Linked DNA regions of Pan troglodytes: region 2 is linked to region 1. Evidence: chromatin contacts called from public HiChIP or PLAC-seq data. All regions are on one chromosome and are shown on one strand. The core of a region is the stretch at or near the end of the contact, and the rest is flanking DNA. Distances in the headings are between cores, read along the strand shown. Region 1 holds the start of MAF (MAF bZIP transcription factor). Region 2 holds the start of DYNLRB2 (dynein light chain roadblock-type 2).

Evidence for each region. HiChIP or PLAC-seq counts read pairs in DNA pulled down with a chosen protein or histone mark.
Region 2: a contact with region 1 is called in an H3K4me3 HiChIP or PLAC-seq map of stem cell-derived excitatory neurons, with 4 times the contacts expected there. The contact joins the promoter of DYNLRB2 here to the promoter of MAF in region 1. A contact is called at or near these places in 1 of 7 Hi-C or Micro-C datasets (stem cell-derived neural progenitor cells) and 1 of 1 datasets of contacts at active chromatin or transcription factors (stem cell-derived excitatory neurons).

The regions. Positions count from the first base shown.
Region 1 is chr18:77,744,380-77,747,103 of NHGRI_mPanTro3-v2.0_pri, reverse strand. It overlaps MAF (MAF bZIP transcription factor), which reads left to right and starts at 1,414. Exons shown (of 2, transcript XM_511123.7): 1 at 1,414-2,724. The coding sequence starts at 1,859. It overlaps LOC104002681 (a long non-coding RNA gene), which reads right to left and starts at 926. Exons shown (of 2, transcript XR_008540073.1): 1 at 1-926.
Region 2 is chr18:78,691,843-78,694,566 of NHGRI_mPanTro3-v2.0_pri, reverse strand. It overlaps DYNLRB2 (dynein light chain roadblock-type 2), which reads right to left and starts at 1,364. Exons shown (of 7, transcript XR_010152641.1): 1 at 1,278-1,364. It overlaps LOC104002686 (a long non-coding RNA gene), which reads left to right and starts at 1,416. Exons shown (of 4, transcript XR_675071.5): 1 at 1,416-1,527.

The sequences.
Region 1 (2,724 bases), core at 165-2,664:
AAATAATTAAAGGAAACGTAAAAGTGCAAAGGGCGCGCCTGACCCTGATAAACAGAGGTCAGATTTCGTAAGGGGATGGGTGAGTGTGAGTGTGTGTGTGTGTGTGTGTGAGAGAGAGAGAGAGAGCGAGCGCGCAATATGAGTCTCAAAGGCCAAACTGCGGCCAGTCAGGAGCCGGAAGGCTGAGCCCGGCTGACCTGACTTTGAGCTTCCCCGGAGTTATCTCGCATAGGCGCTCGCTCTGTCCAAGGGCACGCGACGCCAGCGGGCAGCCAGTCTCCGTGAAGAATGGCCTCTAAACAACTTATTTTACCTCCTTGTAAAGAGAGTGATAAAATGGGCTTTCCCTCTCCACGGATGCCCAGCCTTCTGGGCAGGCGCACGGCCGGGCGGCGCCCAGCCCGCAGTCCCGATCCGGACACCCCACTGCATCCCTCCCTTCCCGGTCCCTTCCCCGCACGGGCGCCCGAGAGACGGACAAAGAGTTGGGGCCAAGTTTGAGCGCCGGGCACGGCCAGGCTCAGGGAAGGAAGGTCCCCGGCAGACACCTGGGTACCAGAGTTGGTGCGAGGAGGAAAAGCTGGGAGGCGAATTCACAATCCTGGGGGTGGAGGGCAGGCAGGGGAGGGGAATCAGGCCAATCCCAGCCGAGTGAGCCCCCAGCGAGCTGGGGTTCCGGATGGGAGGCCTGTCTCGCGCTCCAAAGAAAAGCAAACCGTCCTCCTAGGTCCGCCCGGATTGCCGAAGCCCCTCTGGAAAAACTCCTTCCCCTCTTACACCAAACTTTGCGTCGGGCCTCGTTCCCTCCCGGGTAGGCAGCGGCGCAGGAAGGGTTAAGCCAGCCCGTCCCAGCTGACAGTCAGCTGATTGGGCCCTGATTGACAGCTCCGAAAAGTTTCCTTGTTTCTATACTATTATGCTAATCGCGGCCGCTCTCGCTGCCTCCCATTGGCCCGGAGTGCCAGTCAATTTCTCATTTGGACCTGACGTCACGAGTGCTATAAAACTCAGCAATTGCTTTAAACTCTTCTTGCTGGATCAGAGGCTTTAAAATCTTTTTTCATCTTCGAGCTGTAGCTCGGGCTGCTTGTCGGCTTGGCCTCCCCCTCCCCCCTTTGCTCTCTGCCTCGTCTTTCCCCAGGACTTCGCTATTTTGCTTTTTTAAAAAAAGGCAAGAAAGAACTAAACTCCCCCCTCCCTCTCCTCCAGTCGGGCTGCACCTCTGCCTTGCACTTTGCACAGAGGGAGAGAGCGCGCGAGGGAGAGAGAGGAAAGAAAAAAAATAATAAAGAGAGCCAAGCAGAAGAGGAGGCGAGAAGCATGAAGTGTTAACTCCCCCGTGCCAAGGCCCGCGCCGCCCGGACAGACGCCCGCCGCGCCTCCAGCCCCGAGCGGCCGCCGCGCGCGCCCTGCCTGCAGCCCGGGCCGGCGAGGCGAGCCCTTCCTTATGCAAAGCGCGCAGCGGAGCGGCGAGCGGGGGACGCCGCGCACCGGGCCGGGCTCCTCCAGCTTCGCCGCCGCAGCCACCACCGCCGCCACCGCAGCTCGCGGAGGATCTTCCCGAGCCTGAAGCCGCCGGCTCGGCGCGCAAGGAGGCGAGCGAGCAAGGAGGGGCCGGGGCGAGCGAGGGAGCACATTGGCGTGAGCAGGGGGGAGGGAGGGCGGGCGCGGGGGGCGCGGGCAGGGCGGGGGGGTGTGTGTGTGAGCGCGCTCGGAGGTTTCGGGCCAGCCACCGCCGCGCAAGCTAGAAGCGCCCCAGCCCGGCAAGCTGGCTCACCCGCTGGCCACCCAGCACAGCCCGCTGGCCCCTCTCCTGCAGCCCATCTGGCGGAGCGGCGGCGGCGGCGGCGGCAGGAGAATGGCATCAGAACTGGCAATGAGCAACTCCGACCTGCCCACCAGTCCCCTGGCCATGGAATATGTTAATGACTTCGATCTGATGAAGTTTGAAGTGAAAAAGGAACCGGTGGAGACCGACCGCATCATCAGCCAGTGCGGCCGTCTCATCGCCGGGGGCTCGCTGTCCTCCACCCCCATGAGCACGCCGTGCAGCTCGGTGCCCCCTTCCCCCAGCTTCTCGGCGCCCAGCCCGGGCTCGGGCAGCGAGCAGAAGGCGCACCTGGAAGACTACTACTGGATGACCGGCTACCCGCAGCAGCTGAACCCCGAGGCGCTGGGCTTCAGCCCTGAGGACGCGGTCGAGGCACTCATCAGCAACAGCCACCAGCTCCAGGGCGGCTTCGATGGCTACGCGCGCGGGGCGCAGCAGCTGGCCGCGGCGGCCGGGGCTGGTGCCGGCGCCTCCTTGGGCGGCAGCGGCGAGGAGATGGGCCCCGCCGCCGCCGTGGTGTCCGCCGTGATCGCCGCGGCCGCCGCGCAGAGCGGCGCGGGCCCGCACTACCACCACCACCACCACCACGCCGCCGGCCACCACCACCACCCGACGGCCGGCGCGCCCGGCGCCGCGGGCAGCGCGGCCGCCTCGGCCGGTGGCGCTGGGGGCGCGGGCGGCGGTGGCCCGGCCAGCGCTGGGGGCGGCGGCGGCGGCGGCGGCGGCGGAGGCGGCGGGGGCGCGGCGGGGGCGGGGGGCGCCCTGCACCCGCACCACGCCGCCGGCGGCCTGCACTTCGACGACCGCTTCTCCGACGAGCAGCTGGTGACCATGTCTGTGCGCGAGCTGAACCGGCAGCTGCGCGGGGTCAGCAAGGAGGAGGTGATCCGGCT
Region 2 (2,724 bases), core at 115-2,614, 950 kb before region 1:
CGGCATTTGTGTACTAGATTCATGATTCTTGCCATTATGAATGCCATGTATACTATTTATCTAGGTGTTCTTTAAATTATCTCACTGCTAAAAGCTTAAATAAATGCATTTTAAGAGGAAACCGTATGTCACTACCACAAATGGAAACCTGACGTTATTCCTCATAAATAGAAATAACTGTAAAATGAACAAAATGAACAAAATGAAGAGAGAGCCTATCATTAAATTCTACTGCAATGAAAGCTCTGAGCCTGAGGCCTGCTCTTCGGATGAAAAAATGGAAATTTCCAAATGACCGTGGTATTAAGGACCTAATAGCAACAGAAATTTTCTCCTGTATGTAGTCTGAAGGTTGAACAAAATGGAAGAGGAATAACTTTCTCACGATGTGATTCACTCTTATTTAGCATTTCTCGGCCATCTTATGTAGCAACGAATGTTTGCATCTGACTTTGAGAAACACTACACTAAACCGTAAGCGTTGAACAGGGGATCAATAATTCACTGCATTTTGGGCAATCTTTAAGACGATGTCCACAGCTTCTTACAGCCACTGTGTCCTCATTTATCTTTCTCCCTTTACGTATCTCCCAAACTCCTTTCTTTTCTTTCCCTAGCCTTTCCATTTCTCCACCCAGTTGTTTCTCTTCTCATGATTTGTAAGTGCTCCTAGTATAATTTCTTAATGCCCATCTCCAATCCCCGTTTCATTCTTCTCTTAACGCCCTTTGCTTTCCACAGTCTCTACTTTTTTTTTTTCTTACCTCTTTTTCTGGGGGGAAGGGGGGCGGGTCTCCCATCACTTCTTTCCTTTTTTTTTATTTCCCTTTCTTCTTTCTCAGTATCTTCCCTTCTCACCCTTCCATTCCCTTGCTTTCCCTGTCCCACCTCTTCCTTCTCTCTAAGGGTCTGATTTTTTTTCCTCTCCATCTCGGCCTCCCGCCCCCTCTTTGGAAACTTTCCTGGCTCCCCGGATTTCTCACTCCCCTGAGCATTCTTCATCCTCTCAATCTCTCTCTTCCCTTTCTCAACATCACCCCTCCCTATGTACCATCCCCGCGAAATCAATTCCCAAGACAGCTTCCACTCATCTAGACATCTTCTTGCCCCTTTCCAAGGTCTCCCTCTCGCCCCTCCAGGAAGATCCTGGAGCCACCAGCCTCCGCCGCGGCCCCTGGACCGCCCGTGCCTGGGTGGGCCCCAGAAGCTGGGTGCGAAGGTCCTTGCCGGTCGGCGTGCTTGGAACGGCGGGGCGTGGACGGAGACCCCAGATTTACCATCGCGGAGGCCGCGAAACTCTGGGCTCAGGCCGGCGGCACAGCCTCCCGGGATGTCAACAACGCTACCCGCCGTTGCTAGGAGACAAAGAAGGAAGTGGCCCCACGGAAGCGTCAGGGCTGCGCCTGCGCGCTCGCGAGTCGGCTTTTTCGCCCTGACCGCGCTCCTGATGCCTCCCGGCCGCCGTAGGCGAAGGTTCGCGGAAGAGGGGAGCAGACGCTCGCCTGAGGTTCGCCCAGTCCTGGAGCGGTGGGTCCCGGGAGGGAAGAGGGAAGTGGGTCAGGCTCCCGGCCTGTGTTTGTCCATTCATTCATTCATTGAGGCACGAATTAATGTAATAACCACTTATTCGTTCAAAAACTGCTGATTCACCACCCACCAGGTGCCAGGGAGACGGACAAAATGCACCAAACAAAATGCATGAAACAGTACTGGAAGCAGTAATGTCCACGTGTGATACTTGCCCTGGAGCAAGTAAGGAGGGGACAGGACCATCTGACTTCGGGGTTGGGCTGCTCTAGGGGTTTGGTGATAGTCTTAGCTGCCTGTGACCGTCCATTAGTACTGCCCTGTTCAGGGCAGATACTGTTCGCTCGCCTCCCAGTAGTTTTTATATTGAAGAAAAATATATCAGAGCATCAAATAGTACAACCTTATGTACTTAAAAAAATTACTTTCTATCTGTCTACTCTGAGATCAGTAGAGTAAGCACAGTTGCACATTTTATGTTCTCACCTAGTTATAGCACCCTCTTCCTGTTCTCAACTCCGTTGAAGAGTTGCTACTTGTCAGTATTTCTGTTAGTTGTCAGTATCCATTAGGATCTGTATTTTTGCCATTTTAAAAATCAACAGTTCTGAGTTACTAAAAAATTGCAAGTGGTAGTTCTGGAGGTTCTATACGTTGCCATAGAAGAGCATCTCATTGGGTGTTTAAGGAACTGTTGGAGGAAACACGTTAAAGATCAGTTAGGAATGGTGAGAAGTCACTTGACCTTTTGAGGGACATTGATAATATCCTTATAGCCTAGGAGGAAAAGAGCCACTATTGTACGAAGAAGCACAGCAGGAAAATTTTATGGCTGGAGTCATGTTATGACTTCCTGAGGTTAGAGGAGGACAAATATTGATTACAAAATACAAGCTGTAAGTTGGGAATGCATCTTCATAGGGACCATGCCATAACAACTTCCTGTAATACTGATTCTGTTTGTGCATCCATTTCCAGAAAGTAGTCTCACACTAAACAAGGCATGCATCGTGCTAGGAATGTCAACTGGATTCTGAATGGTCCATGTTAGGGGTGCTCTGGGACAGTTTTGAACTCATTGGCAGGCTTGGACTCGATGATCCATTTCAACTCCACATCTGTCATTTTATTATATTAACTACAGAAATACTCTGAGAAACTGTAGTTCTGCTCTAATTTTTGTTGAGGTGTGGGTGA